2 separate regions of the Mus musculus genome follow, and region 1 is linked to region 2. Evidence: chromatin contacts called from public Hi-C data. All regions are on one chromosome and are shown on one strand. Each heading gives the region's core, a stretch centred on a gene start, on an enhancer-like site or on the middle of the called end of the contact. The rest is flanking DNA. Distances are from core to core; before and after follow the strand shown.

The links. A called contact is a pair of places that touch in the nucleus more often than the background predicts.
Region 1: a Hi-C map of B cells shows a contact between it and region 2, with 7 read pairs. The contact joins the promoter of 9530077C05Rik here to the promoter of Fdx2 in region 2. A contact is called at or near these places in 1 of 39 promoter capture datasets (pre-B cells) and 1 of 484 Hi-C or Micro-C datasets (B cells).

The regions. Positions count from the first base shown.
Region 1 is chr9:22,410,092-22,417,121 of GRCm38.p6, reverse strand. 9530077C05Rik (RIKEN cDNA 9530077C05 gene) reads right to left here and starts at 5,575. Exons shown (of 7, transcript NM_026739.3): 1 at 5,373-5,575. The coding sequence starts at 5,397.
Region 2 is chr9:21,071,634-21,078,301 of GRCm38.p6, reverse strand. It overlaps Fdx2 (ferredoxin 2), which reads left to right and starts at 4,771. Exons shown (of 5, transcript NM_001039824.3): 1 at 4,771-4,913; 2 at 4,984-5,038; 3 at 5,121-5,227. The coding sequence starts at 4,796. It overlaps Raver1 (ribonucleoprotein, PTB-binding 1), which reads left to right. Exons shown (of 13, transcript NM_027911.4): 10 at 1,661-1,735; 11 at 2,195-2,338; 12 at 2,634-2,717; 13 at 2,806-4,144. The coding sequence ends at 2,952. Gm38431 (predicted gene, 38431) reads left to right here. Exons shown (of 17, transcript NR_038081.2): 10 at 1,661-1,735; 11 at 2,195-2,338; 12 at 2,634-2,717; 13 at 2,806-3,011; 14 at 4,984-5,038; 15 at 5,121-5,227. It overlaps Mir7082 (microRNA 7082), which reads left to right and starts at 2,714; the gene lies at 2,714-2,805.

The sequences.
Region 1 (7,030 bases), core at 4,326-6,825, 1.3 Mb before region 2:
TAGCTGTTCTGCCACTTAGCTATACTCCTGGCCAAATGAAAATTTCATGATGCACTAATACTTATTATAAAACCCGACAACTTGGGTTAATGTTGCAAAAAGGATGTCTGGTTGCCAACAGGAATATAAAACAGAACAAAACAAAAGCCCCACAGTGTCCAAAGAGAAACACTTTAATGTTATTAAAGAGTATTTCATCTCTTGCACTCAGATGATATCTATCAAACAGTACTTATCAGAATACTAGAGTACTGTGCACAGAAAATAAAAGTGAAGTTACAAGTGCCAGCGCTGAGCAACATCAGGTAATGTTGAACAGTGGAAGCTAGATCAAAGGAATACATGACTACATTTATATATTGTTCACGAACAGCAAAGTTAGCTTAGGCCTCTAGCTTTTGCTTCTAATTTTTAGGAGAGGCTAAGACAAGGGGCTAGCCTGGGCTATACAGTGAGTTCCAAGCCATTCTGAGCTAGAATGAGAACTTATGTAAAAAAACACTGCCCCACCCCTGCAAAAAGAAAATAGAGAACAACAACATTCAAGGGACCAAATTCTCTGTCCTTTCTCAAGTTCTTTCCCTCCCTAGGCTGCCTTTCTGTTTCCCCTTTCTTAAGCACGAAGGAGAGCAAACCAATTGAAAGCAGTCCCACACTGCAAAGAGTTCAGAGTTTTGCTGTTGGGAAAGCCGTCAATACAAAAAAATATAAATTGTAACCATGACAGTTACATCAAGGTGTCAGGAGAGTCTGGTGCAAAGTGAGAACTGACCTACTAAGTGCTTTCTGATGCCAGATAAGTATATGTTAGCCAAGCAGCCAGGGAGAAGAGGCAAACCTAGGGAGGCAGGGAGGATCTGAGGATTGGTACTACAGAAGTGGGAAGATTAGATGGCTGTGGGAGACGAGGCTGGAGAGGAGGAGTCAAAGATATGGATGGAGTTTCTCCTAAGGCTCGGGAAAGATTTGTGTCTGTCCTTAGTTATAAGTCAACACTTGCTCATCTCCACCATCAGGGCTAAAGTGCTTATAGATCCCTAACCACAGAAGCAATACAAAATAAGTGTAACATTAGAAGGCTCTTATTAGGGTTGGCGAGATGGGTAAAGATGCTTGTTGCTAAATCAATTCACAAAGTAGAAGGCAAGAACTGTGTACTGGCTAGTTTTGTGTCAACTTGACACAGGCTGGAGTTATCACAGAGAAAGGAGCTTCAATTGGGGGAATGCCTCCATGAGATCCAGCTGTAAGGCATTTTCTCAATTAGTGGTCAAGGGGGAAAGCCCCCTTGTAGGTGGTACCATCTCTGGGCTGGTAGTCTTGGTTCTATAAGAGAGCAGGCTGAGCATGCCAGGGGAAGCAAGCCAGTAAGGAACATCCCTCCATGGCCTCTGCATCAGCTCCTGCTTTCTGACATGCTTGAGTTCCAGTCCTGACTTCTTGGTGATGAACAGCAGTATGAAAGTGTAAGCTGAATAAACCCTTTCCTCCCCAACTTGTTTCTTGGTCATGATGTTTGTGCAGGAATAGAAACCCTGACTAAGACAAGCTGAATCCAGAAAATCATGCTCTGACATTCACACATGTGCTGCAGCATGTTTATTACTCCCAACTCTCTCTCTCTCTCTCTCTCTCTCTCTCTCTCTCTCTCTCTCTCTCTCTCTCTCTCTCCTTCCTCTCTTTCTCTCTCTTCTCTCTCTCTTCTCTCTTTCCCCTCTCTCTCTCTTTCCTCTCTCTTCCCCCCCCCTCTGAAAGTAAAAACCAAATGCGTTTGCACTGTTGTTATCACTACTAGGATAACACTGAGGTACTCTCCACAGGGACTTTGGAGTACATGCTCAGCATGGCGGTGGCCACTGGGCAGCTCACACCTACAACCCTAGCACTTGGGAGGCAAAGGCAGGAGGAACTCTAACTGAAGCCAACAGGGACTACATAGTGAGACCCTGTTTCTAAAAACTAAAAGGAAACCAAGCATGGCTGGCTCAGGCCGTTTTGCCCAGCACTCTGGAGGCTAGGGCAGGCAGATCTCACAGGAAAAAAAACTGAAAGCAAAAACAAAAAACAAAAACAAAAAACATGACACCAAATACTGGGCCACTGGGATTGCATGGGTGAACCGCAATGCTAGGATTCTGGAAGTTTTGTTTTTTGTGACAAGGTCTCACAGATCCCAGACTGGCCTCAAACTCACTGTGTAGCTAAGGATAACCATGAACCCCTGATCTTCCAAATCCTGAGATTACAGGTGCACCCACCATGCAGAGCTGCTTGCCTGAGGCTTGATGGAAAAGAACGTCATCCCAGAAAGACATGAGACACTGAAGTAGCTAGCTGTGGTCCTTATGAGATCCTGGAGACAGGACGGCTGTGAGCTCTGCAGCAGTCACAGCTACAAAGTGAGGAGAGGGGGGGATGAGGATGGAGGAGATAGAGGGGGAAAGGAGGGGGAGAAGAGGGAGAGGAGAAGAGAAGGGGGAGGGAGTGGAGAAGGGGAGAGAGAGGGAGGGGAAGAGGGGAGGAAGAAGGAGGGGAGGAGAAGAAGGAGAGGGGAGGGAGAAGGGGTGGAATTGGTGAGGAGAGAGAGTTATAAGAGATGAGCTAGAACTAGATGTGGTGTTGCAACCTGTAATGCCAGCACTCAGGAGACTAAGCCAAGAGGCCACTCTGTACCATGCAGAAAAAAAACAGGAAAGAAAGGGACAAAGGGACAAGGGACAGAGGGAGGAGTGAGAGAGGAAAGAAAATAAACCTTTTCTGACTTGATGCCATTTCTAAGCAACATTCTTTTTTTTTTAATAACTTTCACTTCTGTGTCACCTCACCCTCCTGTTAGCAGTTTCACGAGGATGTCATGTCTAGATCACAGAACGTCATGACTAAGTAAAACTCGGGTACCATACAAAGTGATTTTACAAACAACTGCTTCAGTTTTGGAATGTAAATTGCCACTTTAGTCTACATTTATAGTTTTTTACCATACTTGAACTTCTGATTCTCTCCCTCCACATCTTGGGTGGTAGGGTTTTAAGTGTGCACTACCACACCTGGATTAGCTGGCACTGGGCACCAGAAGCAGGGTGCTTGCATGCTAGGCGAGCACGCTCTCAGCTGGGCCATCCCCAGTCCCCCAGACATGTATTTTGGGACAGGCACTCACTTAAGTTAGCCAGGAAGACCTGAACTTGCATCTCCCTGCTGCAGCTTCCCAGTAGCTAGGGTTCCAGGCCTGTGCCACCAGGCTGGCATATATATTGCTCTTTCAAAGCAAAAAGAAAAAAGGTCCACATTTTCATCAGTGTTCTTATTGCAATCAAGTTCTACTGGCAAGAAAGGGGCAGGGGCATCTGAGACACTGCAGAGTGAGGGGAAGTCTGGATAGTACAGATCTGTTTCTCAGCTACACTCTCCATAAAGGTTCTGGTTGTCCCATTTATTGATTGACAGATATGTCAGCACGAAGCCTACACAACAGGAGAGCCTATATAATAAATTAACAATACTAATACTAATAATCGCTTTGTAACAATGGTGAATGTTTAAAAATACCAGAAACAAGTTTCCCTAATGCTAGTGTTTCACTGCCAAGTTACCTACATCAGAAAATGCACGACCACGAAGGTCTGCCACTTGTAGTCCATTAAATTCTGGTGAAAGAACTGATTTAACAAGAGTAGGTGTTCAGTTTAAAAAGAATCCATCTGCAAACCCCTGGCTCTATAGGAATACAGTCTGTACTGCAGACTCTCAACATATCTGTTTCCTAATACTATATTTTAATCATATGCCATACTAATATTTTAATCATTCTCTCACCACAATGACTTTCAGTTTGGGGGAAAATAATTTTAATTGGTGTAGTTTCTAAACCCAGTGACTCACGTGGCAACAGAATCTATTGTCTTGCAGGCAATGATTTTAACTGGATGATAGGGAGAGTATTTTGCCACCCACAGGGCATTTTTGGTTGTCACAATTCTCTGTGTGTTAAAACAGTCGCTCACAATAAAGAATTAACTCCTTCAATATTAAACTGCTGTGGCTGAGAGGCCTTGTTCTATATCATAAAACGGACCGGAAGTTTTCATTACCTTTGTTAGTGTACATAAGAATGCATTTCTTTCTGGCATCTCCTGTTCGATCCTGGTCTCTAGTAAGCAAGTATCCCATCAGCCCGACTACGCAGCTGCATGCACACGGACCACTGAGTCATCCTCATATTTGCCACTCTTCTGCCAGGCTTGATGTTTTAAAGCAACGTTTTGACATTGTATTGTTTTGGGAGTTTTGTTTGTTTGTTTTTAGAGACAGGGTATCAGTGGCTGGTCTGGAACTTCTGTAGACCAGGCTGACTAAGCTCACCTGCGTCTGCCTCTGATAATGTGTTTTAAGGTGAAAGAGTTATATCTACATCAAATCACAATTTTAAAAAGCCTAATGCCAATTTAAGTGGCCTCTAAGATCTTGGCTTTTATAACTGCATGTCTCCTGTCAACATAACAGTGGAATAGTCTGTAGGTTATCGCAATCGCACAACAGTAGGTTCTGTGTTTTATAACACTGAACAGCAAACAGTGTAAAAAAATTAAGATGAGAAAGTAGTTTCACTTAAAAATAATTTAGTTTTTCAGTTTAAAAAGTTCTGCAATAACATATAATGAAAGGAGTTTCAAAGTACCATAATGAAACCTCTTACTTTGTATGCTAACTTAAAGAATGGTTTTAGCTATTGATGTCCATATCTTAGCACTGGGGAGACTGAGGCAGGAGGGTCAGGGGTTCAAAACAACTAATTTGGAAAATTGGTCTACTGGGTACTGCAATAGCCTGAAGCTAAAAGTTCTAGGCTTATTTTTGACTCTACTGTGGGAATTAGCTATTTCCCTTTATTCCGTTGTTTTGGTATCTGTCCTGCAGAAATGTTTTCATGCAGAATCAAATGCTAGGAAAATGACTCTGGAACTGTTTAATATTATTAAAGATTTAAATAGGGCTAATATGCATATCTATTCAAAAATGAAAGACAAACTTTCCAACCTTGGATCTAAACACCTGCTCTTATTAATAACATCAATTCAAAATGTTTGCTAATAAATGCAAACAAAAATACACAACATACACTGAAATGTAGAGATGTGTTTTCACAGCTGATTTTTTTTTTTTCTGAACATTCTAGAAAATATAACACCTTACTACACACCTAAAATGCTCTGGAATCGTATTGGACTCTACACTCTCTAGATTGCACAGCTCTTGCCCCTCACCTCTGCTGGGCTAGGGCTGTGCGACTGCACCTGGTCTTCCGAGTCCCAGACCCAACGGTCTCCACCCGCTGCAGCCGCGCCACTTGGGCCAGCAGTGCCTACACTCACCCGTTACGCGAATAGACTCCAGCATCGTCCCGCCAAGGCCAAGGCCAAGGCCGGCGGGCCGCACCGACGAAAACTCCCGTAAGGCAGCTCGAGACCAGATGGGGCAGGACTGGCAGCGCAAGGTGGAGGACCACGTCTTACCCAGAGGCTGGAAAGCGCTCTGGCGGTTCCACCTAGTCTCAGAGCTAAGAACCCGCCACGGTGACGTCGCTGCAACCCCGTTGCTAGGAGACGATCCTGCCTTCTTCCCGCACTCCACGCCACCAAACATGCTCGCCGCTGGAGGCGCTCCTGCGACTGACACCCTGCTCGTAGGGAGAGAAGGGAAGCGAACTACAACTCCCAGCGTGCACAACGCGGACCCGTGCAAGGAGCTGGTCCGCAGAGGCTGGGGTGTTTGTGTGGGGAGGTCGGGATCTGTATGAGGCTCAAAGGGCTTCATTTCATGATGGTAGAGGGAAATAGAAATGGTGTAATAATTCTGAGTTTTAGTTGACCAGAGCAAATTCAGACCCCTGACCTTCCAGCTAATTTACATGGTATGAAATAAATAGGGCGATTTTAGAAGAAAAAAATGGCCAGGTATGGTGGCACACTCCTGTTATCCAAACACTTGAGATGTGCAGCAAAGATGATCAGGGGTTCAAGACCATCATTGCTATATAGTGAATTTTGAGACCATCTTGACTATACAAGAATGTCTAAAAAAAAAAAAAGAATAAAATAAATAAATGCAATATTTAATTTAAAAAGGAGATCTGGAGAAATGGCTCAGCAGTTAAGAACACTGACTACTTTACAGAGGACTTGGGTTTGTTTCCTCATGGCAGCTCACAACTACATGTAACTCCACTTCGAGAGCACCCCATCCCTCTGGCTCTCCCCAGGCCCATACTCGCAAACACTCATGAAATACACACAATTTTTTTTAAACTGAATTGAAAAAGGAAACAGACTGTGGGTGTAGCTCAGATGGTGAAGGGCTCTCTTTAGCATTCAGAGACCCCTGAATTTAATCCCCAGTACTATACAAACCTGGCCTGGTGGTACACATCTCTAATTCCAGCATTCAGGAGGTAGAAGCAGGAGGATCAAGATGTTCCAATTCCTCTATAAGCTTGAAGCCACCCTATATTATATCTATATTATATTATGTATATATCTGAGGTTGCATAAAGGGGTTTTGAGAGGGAGAAGTTGATAGTGAATAATTAAATCATAAATTTACTTTAAATCTATTATTTGTATATATAGAATTTTACCATTTTAGAATATGAAAGCTAATTTCACACTGAGATGGATGTGCTTGTTTATTTTTACATAAATAATCTCAGCTGAATATTTAATAATGCAGGGCACAGAGTATCTTCAACACAGTTCTGTGCGTGTGTGTGTGTGTGTGTGTGTGTGTGTGTGTGTAAGCACTTGTATGCCTTGATTTATGTGTGGAGGTCAGAGGACAACTTGCAGGAGTCAGTTCTCTCCTTCCACCAAATGGGTTCTGGGAATGGAACTCAGGTCGTCAGCTTGGTGGTAGGTGCCTTTACTGCTGAGCCATCTCACCAGCCTGCATCTTCCACATTTTTCAGAGGTGATTTTTCTCTTTCACTTTTATAGTTGTCAATGCTGAGAGTACCATTTTACATAAGCTCACAGGA
Region 2 (6,668 bases), core at 3,522-6,021:
ACACATGCACACACAGTCTCACACACATATATAGAGTCTCACACACATATGCACACACAGTCTTACACACATATATAGAGTCTCACACACACATGCACACACATACTAAAACATACACACAGTCTCACACACACACATACAGTCTCACACACACATGCACACACAGTCTCACACACATATATAGTCTCACACACACATGCACACACATCTATACATACAGTCTCACACACATATATAGAGTCTCACACACACATGCACACACAGTCTTACACACATATATAGAGTCTCGCACACACATTCTAAAACATACACACAGTCTCACACACACACACATACAGTCTCACACACACATGCACACACAGTCTCACACACATATATAGAGTCTCACACACACATGCACACACATCTATACATACAGTCTCACACACATATGCACACACATTCATGAAAGAGGCAGGTGTTCCAGCGCTTCATCCAAGCTTGAATTTCCAAAAGTCTTAGGAGACCCTGTGTGACTATGCAGGTGGGAGATACTACATCTGACCTTTGAGTCACAGCTGACACTGTCAGCTAGGTGTGGTGCCAGCAACAGGAGGTGGAACCGGGAGGATCAGAAGTTCAAAACTGGCCCAGGCTGCATGAGACCCTCAAAAGCAAAAGAAAATTAAAATAAAGGTGTGGGCTGGTGAGCTCCCCCAGCTGCCAGCGGTGCTTGTCTTCATGCCTGGAAACCTAAACTATTCCTGGTCCCACACAGTAGAGGGACTTGCTTCCCCAAGTTGTCCCCTCAGTGGCATCATGGTACACAGAGGCACAAAAGTGTCATTCAATATATAGTGTGTTTCTCATTGAACTTAGGCAACCTCTCTACCCCCATGTCTCTCCATGGAGTATTCCAAAATCCAGGGCAGCCCAGGTGTCAGAAACACTCCTGAGTCCGGGGACTTCTAATAAAGGTGGCTGTATTTTCTCTAGTGTCAAGTGGGCAGACAGGAGCTTGTGGCTGATACCTTTTCTTTCCCTGAGTCTCCTGTCCATCTTTGTCTCTTTCAGATTTTAGTCCCTGCTGGCTTTTTATTTGGTTTTGGGTTTTTTTTTTTTTTTTTTTTTTTTGACAAGAACTCCGTGTAGCCCAGGCTATTACACTATGTAGCAGAGATGACTCTGAATGTCTTAACCTGTCTCTACCACCTGAGTGTTGAGATCTCAGGATTTCTCCATCACACCCACACTGGAGCCCACTGGGGAGGAACCAACAGCCTGGGGAGTCAAAGAGGTGGGGCAGGTCACACTATATCACACATATAGTGCTGGGGATGGACACCAGGGCTTCATGCATCCTAGCTGGGAAGGTGCTTTGCCCAACTCCCAAGACATACCTTCTCCCTTGAGAAAGAGCTTAGCATCCTGTCTGTCCATCTCTTCCCATTTTGATCACAATACACAGTCACTTCACAGCATCCATTCCTGGGGTCCAGGCACACCTGTCCCTTGGACAGAGCACACGTCTGCTCTGGCTTCGACTGGGCCATCCCACTGAAGCTGCTGCAGGCCCAAGTATGGGTCATGAATCCGTAGTGTTAACTGGTGTAGAACTGGCCCAGAATAAAGTTGGCATATACCAACCCCCTTCTCCCATGTTTCTACCCCTTTAATTTAGGATGTGGGACCTAGACGACTCTTCTCCCACCCTCGGGAACCAACCTTAGGGGCTCATGGCCCCAGCCGACACAAGGTAAGAGCCTAGATACCCTGTGTGTTCTGCAGCATATAGTATTGGCTATGTAATAAAGTGGACATGCAGTCAGCACTAGCTGTATAACAAGAAGTGCTTTCCCTTATTAACTGAGCTCCACAAACTGGTGGCAGTCTTCCTATGTTGTCCAACTCAAACTTCTAGGTGCAAGCATTTACTTATCACCTTCAATGGGGCAGTAAGTGGTTCCCTGGGGGCTCAGCAGGGGCTCACCCCATGGCTCACACAGGTGGTCAGTCATCTGTTGAAGTGAAGGTCACTGGCTCAGAGCATGGTGTCTCCCTGAGCCACTCAGAGCTTATCCTCTTGTGGTTCAGTCTGAATTTGCTACAATGGCTGTGGGTCCCAGAGGTCCCCAGAAAATAAACATGGACAATCTGAATCATGGTGGGCAAGGGTTCCTGCCATGGTTTTCCTCAGCTGAACCTTTCTCTGCAGATGTCCCCCCCACCTAGCAGCTTCAATGAGCCCCGAAGTGGTGGAGGCAGTGGGGGACCCCTCTCTCATTTTTACTCTGGCTCACCCACCTCCTACTTCACCAGTGGCCTACAGGCTGGCCTCAAGCAGAGCCACCTGAACAAGGTGAGTCTGCCCTACAAGGGACTGGTCTCTAGGACCATTGGAATGCCGGGCTGTGTGTCTGTATGTCTCTGTAGCCTTGTCATCCAAGGGGTCTCGGCGACAGCTCATGCTGCAGTGGTTTTGGCCCCTCTGGTTCCCACTGTTGAGCTTCCCCTCATCTCAAGTTGGCCTAAGGTGTGGGTGGTCTTAGCCCCAGAAGACAGATGAGAGACAGCTGGATTACCACCAGGCCTCAGTTCTGAGTTGCAGGCTAGGTGGCCTCAGGGTGACCTGCCCCACCTCTTTGACTCCCCAGGCTGTTGGTTCCTCTCCAATGGGCTCCAGTGAAGGGCTCCTGGGCCTGGGCCCTGGGCCCAATGGTCACAGTCACCTGCTGAAGGTACGGGCAGGAGGAGGGGAGGCACAGGGCTGGGCAACCCTGGCTCTGGGAGGCCACTGACCTGGCCCCCCTTGCTGTCTGTCTCCAGACCCCACTGGGTGGCCAGAAACGCAGTTTTTCCCACCTGCTGCCCTCACCTGAGCCCAGCCCAGAGGGCAGCTACGTGGGCCAGCACTCCCAGGGCCTCGGCGGCCACTACGCGGACTCCTACCTGAAGCGGAAGAGGATTTTCTAAGGGGTCGACACCAGAGATGCTCCAAGGGCCTGCACCAAGTTGCTTTTGGGTTTTTTCTGGTATTTGTGTTTTCTGGGATTTTATTTTTATTATTTTTTTTAATGTCCTTTCTTTGGGTAATAGAGAAATCTCTGCAAAAGACTTTGCTGACCAACCAGCTGGAGCTCAAGGAATGTGGGGTATCTGGGGCCACACCATTACCTGTGGGCTTGCTCCTGGAGCCAAACCCTGCAGCCTTAAGAGAGAGGGGCCTGACCTGCTCTCTTTCCCTCCCTAGCTCCAGGCCTCCTCTCCTGCCTCGTCACTCCTGTGTTCTGGCCTCTTGAGTGCCTTTGGAGGTGTCTCTGACCTGTGAGGATCAGAGACAGTCCCCGTTTTTAAACTTCGACAATTGACTTTTATTTCCTTTTCTAATTTTTATTATTTTTTAAAACAACCAGGATGATTATCACATCTACTCCCCCATCCGTCCAGAAAAGCCCCAAATTGATTCCTTCAGGGTCTGGCCTGCCCAGGCTCTATTCCACATGTGCAGGTTCCAACAGCTTAACCCTATTCTCTTCCCAGTCATCTGCTGCAGGTATAGCTGTCTCATGCCCCTGCCTGCCTATTCTGGCCAGTACCCTAAGCCCCAAGATCTCCAGCCCCTGCCCCAGTATCCTTGCCTTCTGATGCCTTAAAGTTGGGCCACAGGTCCTGCTGGGTCAGAGCCTCACAGATGCGGAGCTCCAAAAGCTCCGCTCAGGACCAAAGAGCTCTGGCCTAGGGTTCATCCTTTCTCCAGGTGTCTGCCCTGTGGACAGAAGGCTAAAGCCTTGATCTTGGCAAACCACCCCTTTTGCCCAAAGCCTGGATGCAGAGACCAGTATTTTCTGCTGGCTTCAACAGTCTCCCCTGCTGTCTGTGAAAGGTGACCATTGTACCCAGGCCACTGGGCCTCTACCATGTTCTTTCAAACCCAGGTCATTACCATCCCCAGGCTGGATCACTGGAGCAGGCCTCCTCTCTGTCCATGTGAGGGGGACCTAGGGGCTCTGCCCTTAGCCAGCTGAGCCACCACCAGCCTCCCTCCCCAAACATGATAACCCAAACCCACTCCAGTGGGTGTATCTCACCCCCTCACCCCACCCCCACCCCCTGCATAGACCTTTGCTGAATTAAAGTTTGTAAGTAAACGGTTTTAAAAAAAAAATCAGAGCTGGCTGGTTCTTGATATAAACCATGGGCCAGCAAACTAGCTCAGAATTCTGGTAACACAGACAGCCTGAGTTTTATCCCTCTGCCCCAAATGGTGGAAGGAGAGAACTGACTCCCGCAGATTGACCACTGACCTACACACATGTCACGGATGGGCTCATACACACAATCCCTAAAAATTTAAGTTGGGCTTGGAGGCCAGCCTGGTCTATATGAATTGCTTAGAGACTTAAGAATTTCTCAGTCTATAGAGATTCTGTCTCAAACAAAATTTAAATACTGGTTGCACATAACCGGTAATTCCAGCAAAGGAATTCGGAGATCAAGGCCAGACTAGGGGATCCTGTCTAAAAATTAGAGAACTCAGAGGTTGGTCCCAATTGCCGAACGTAGTTTTAGTTCCCAGCCCCACACTACCCATCAACTCTTCTGGGCTCCATAGGCACCCACTTGGTGCACATACGTACATATAAGCAGAACACATACAGTACGACCTAAGGGAAGAAATATCCAACCACAGGGCGAGGCCGGAAGTCCAGCTAGATCCCAGTGCATCACCTTTGACCTCACACGGCGCCCAAACGCTGCGTTTACTGTCGCTGAGGACGCGCAGAGCATGCTAGGTCTTCCGGTCACGTGGCCTATCATGGCCGCCTCCATGGCCCGGGGCGTGAGCGCCCGGGTCCTGTTACGGGCGGCCGGGGGATCTTGGGGACCCAGGGCCGGGCACGCGGCGGTAACATCTAGGACGTTCGGGACTACAGGTACATAGGGCTGGGCCGAGCCGCGGCGTGCAGCGAGGCCGCAGCCGCTCACCCACTCGTGTGTTTCCAGGCGAGCGGCGTGCTGGCGAGGAGGCGGCGGACAGCCCGGAGCTGCCCCGGGACGTGTGAGTGCCCCTCGTGCCACGCCCTGCCCCTCCCTGCCACTCCCTGCCTCCGGCTCAGCACCTGCACCCTGTTTGTCCCCAGGGTCAACGTGGTGTTCGTGGACCGCTCTGGCAAGCGGATCCCGGTGAGGGGCAAAGTCGGGGACAATGTTCTATACCTGGCCCAGCGCCACGGGGTGGACCTGGAAGGTAGGTCATATGAAACTAGGGAGATCCTTGGCATTCTTATACCTTTTTGTAATTTTGAGAGGTTTCCTATAGCTCAGGCTCGCCTCGAACTTACTATGTATCAGAGGATGACTTTGAACTGCTGACCCTCCTGGGACCTGGTGTGCACTACCACAATCCAATACTTTTGTTTAGGTGGTGTATGGGTGGGTCCGATCTCACTCTGTGAATCAGGCTGTCCAGGAACTTAAGTATGTAATCCCGGCTAGCCTCCAACTCATTGCAGTGAACCTACTGCCTCCACTTCCTGAGTCCTGAGACTACAGGCATGTGCTGCCTACCATATCACCAAATAGGTGGGATGGGAAGAACTGAGATGGAGTCCATGTTATTCAGGCTGTTCTGAAATCAGCTATATAACCAGGCTAGGCTCAAACTCACAATAGTGATGCCCCTGCCTCCACCTCTTTAGTGCCAAAATGGTTAAGACAGAGTCTCTGACTTACCCTTAAACCTGCTGGCTGATCATACTGCCTTAGCTTTCTCAGTTCTGAGAATACAGGTTGTCTCTACTGTTTTACCACCTTTGCGCTAACGCCAGTAAGATGGCAATAATGAAACTGGAAAGGTCGCCAGTGCTGAAGACTGCAGACGGCTTGTGAGAAGACCTGTGTTCTCTTCCTACCACCAGCTCTGTGCCAGGCAATTCACAGCCTTCTGTACCAGTAGTGCCGGGCACACTACCTCACCTCCATGGCACCTACTCACATGCACAACCCACACAGAGACACATGGAAACACTTAAAAATCTTTCTTTAAATTAACACTAAAATAAAACTAGGTTTTGGAGCAGCCCTTACTGAGCTGCTAGAATCTGTGCTCTCTTGGAAATTGTGGATTCTCCATGTTGACCCCCCATTCTCTAGTGCTGCCGCTGACTACCTTTTGGGGAGAGGTGGAACTGAAGCGGGATCACAGATGCACAGTGCTGTCCCTCACCACTCTCTTGCTGTTTTTCAGGCATCACAGCTCAGTCCTGTCCTAGCACCTCTGTGCTTATAATGTGAGAGGTGATTTCCCAGCAGATGACTTGGCTCCTCATTCTTCAGACTTGACAGCCTGGCATCCTTTCACCCAGCTTAAGCCTCCCGTGCCCATGTCTGTCTGTATTTAGTGGCCTCATAGAGCCTGGCTTTCATTTGCTTTCTGACATTTCTCCCACAGCCTCTTTCACACCTTGGCCTCCCAAGGCCCTCCATGTAAGCAGGTCTGAGATCAGTGTATGTTGAGTGCTAATTCCTTGGGACAGCTTTAGGAGTAAAGGGGGCAGTAGTTCCACCTTGCAGAGCAGGGAGCTGTACACCATATTATGGTAGGCAGGGTCCAGAAGCAAGAGTCACATGGCAAAACATGATTCAGACATGGGGCATTTCGTCCTCTCATGCCTCCCTTGAGTATCACC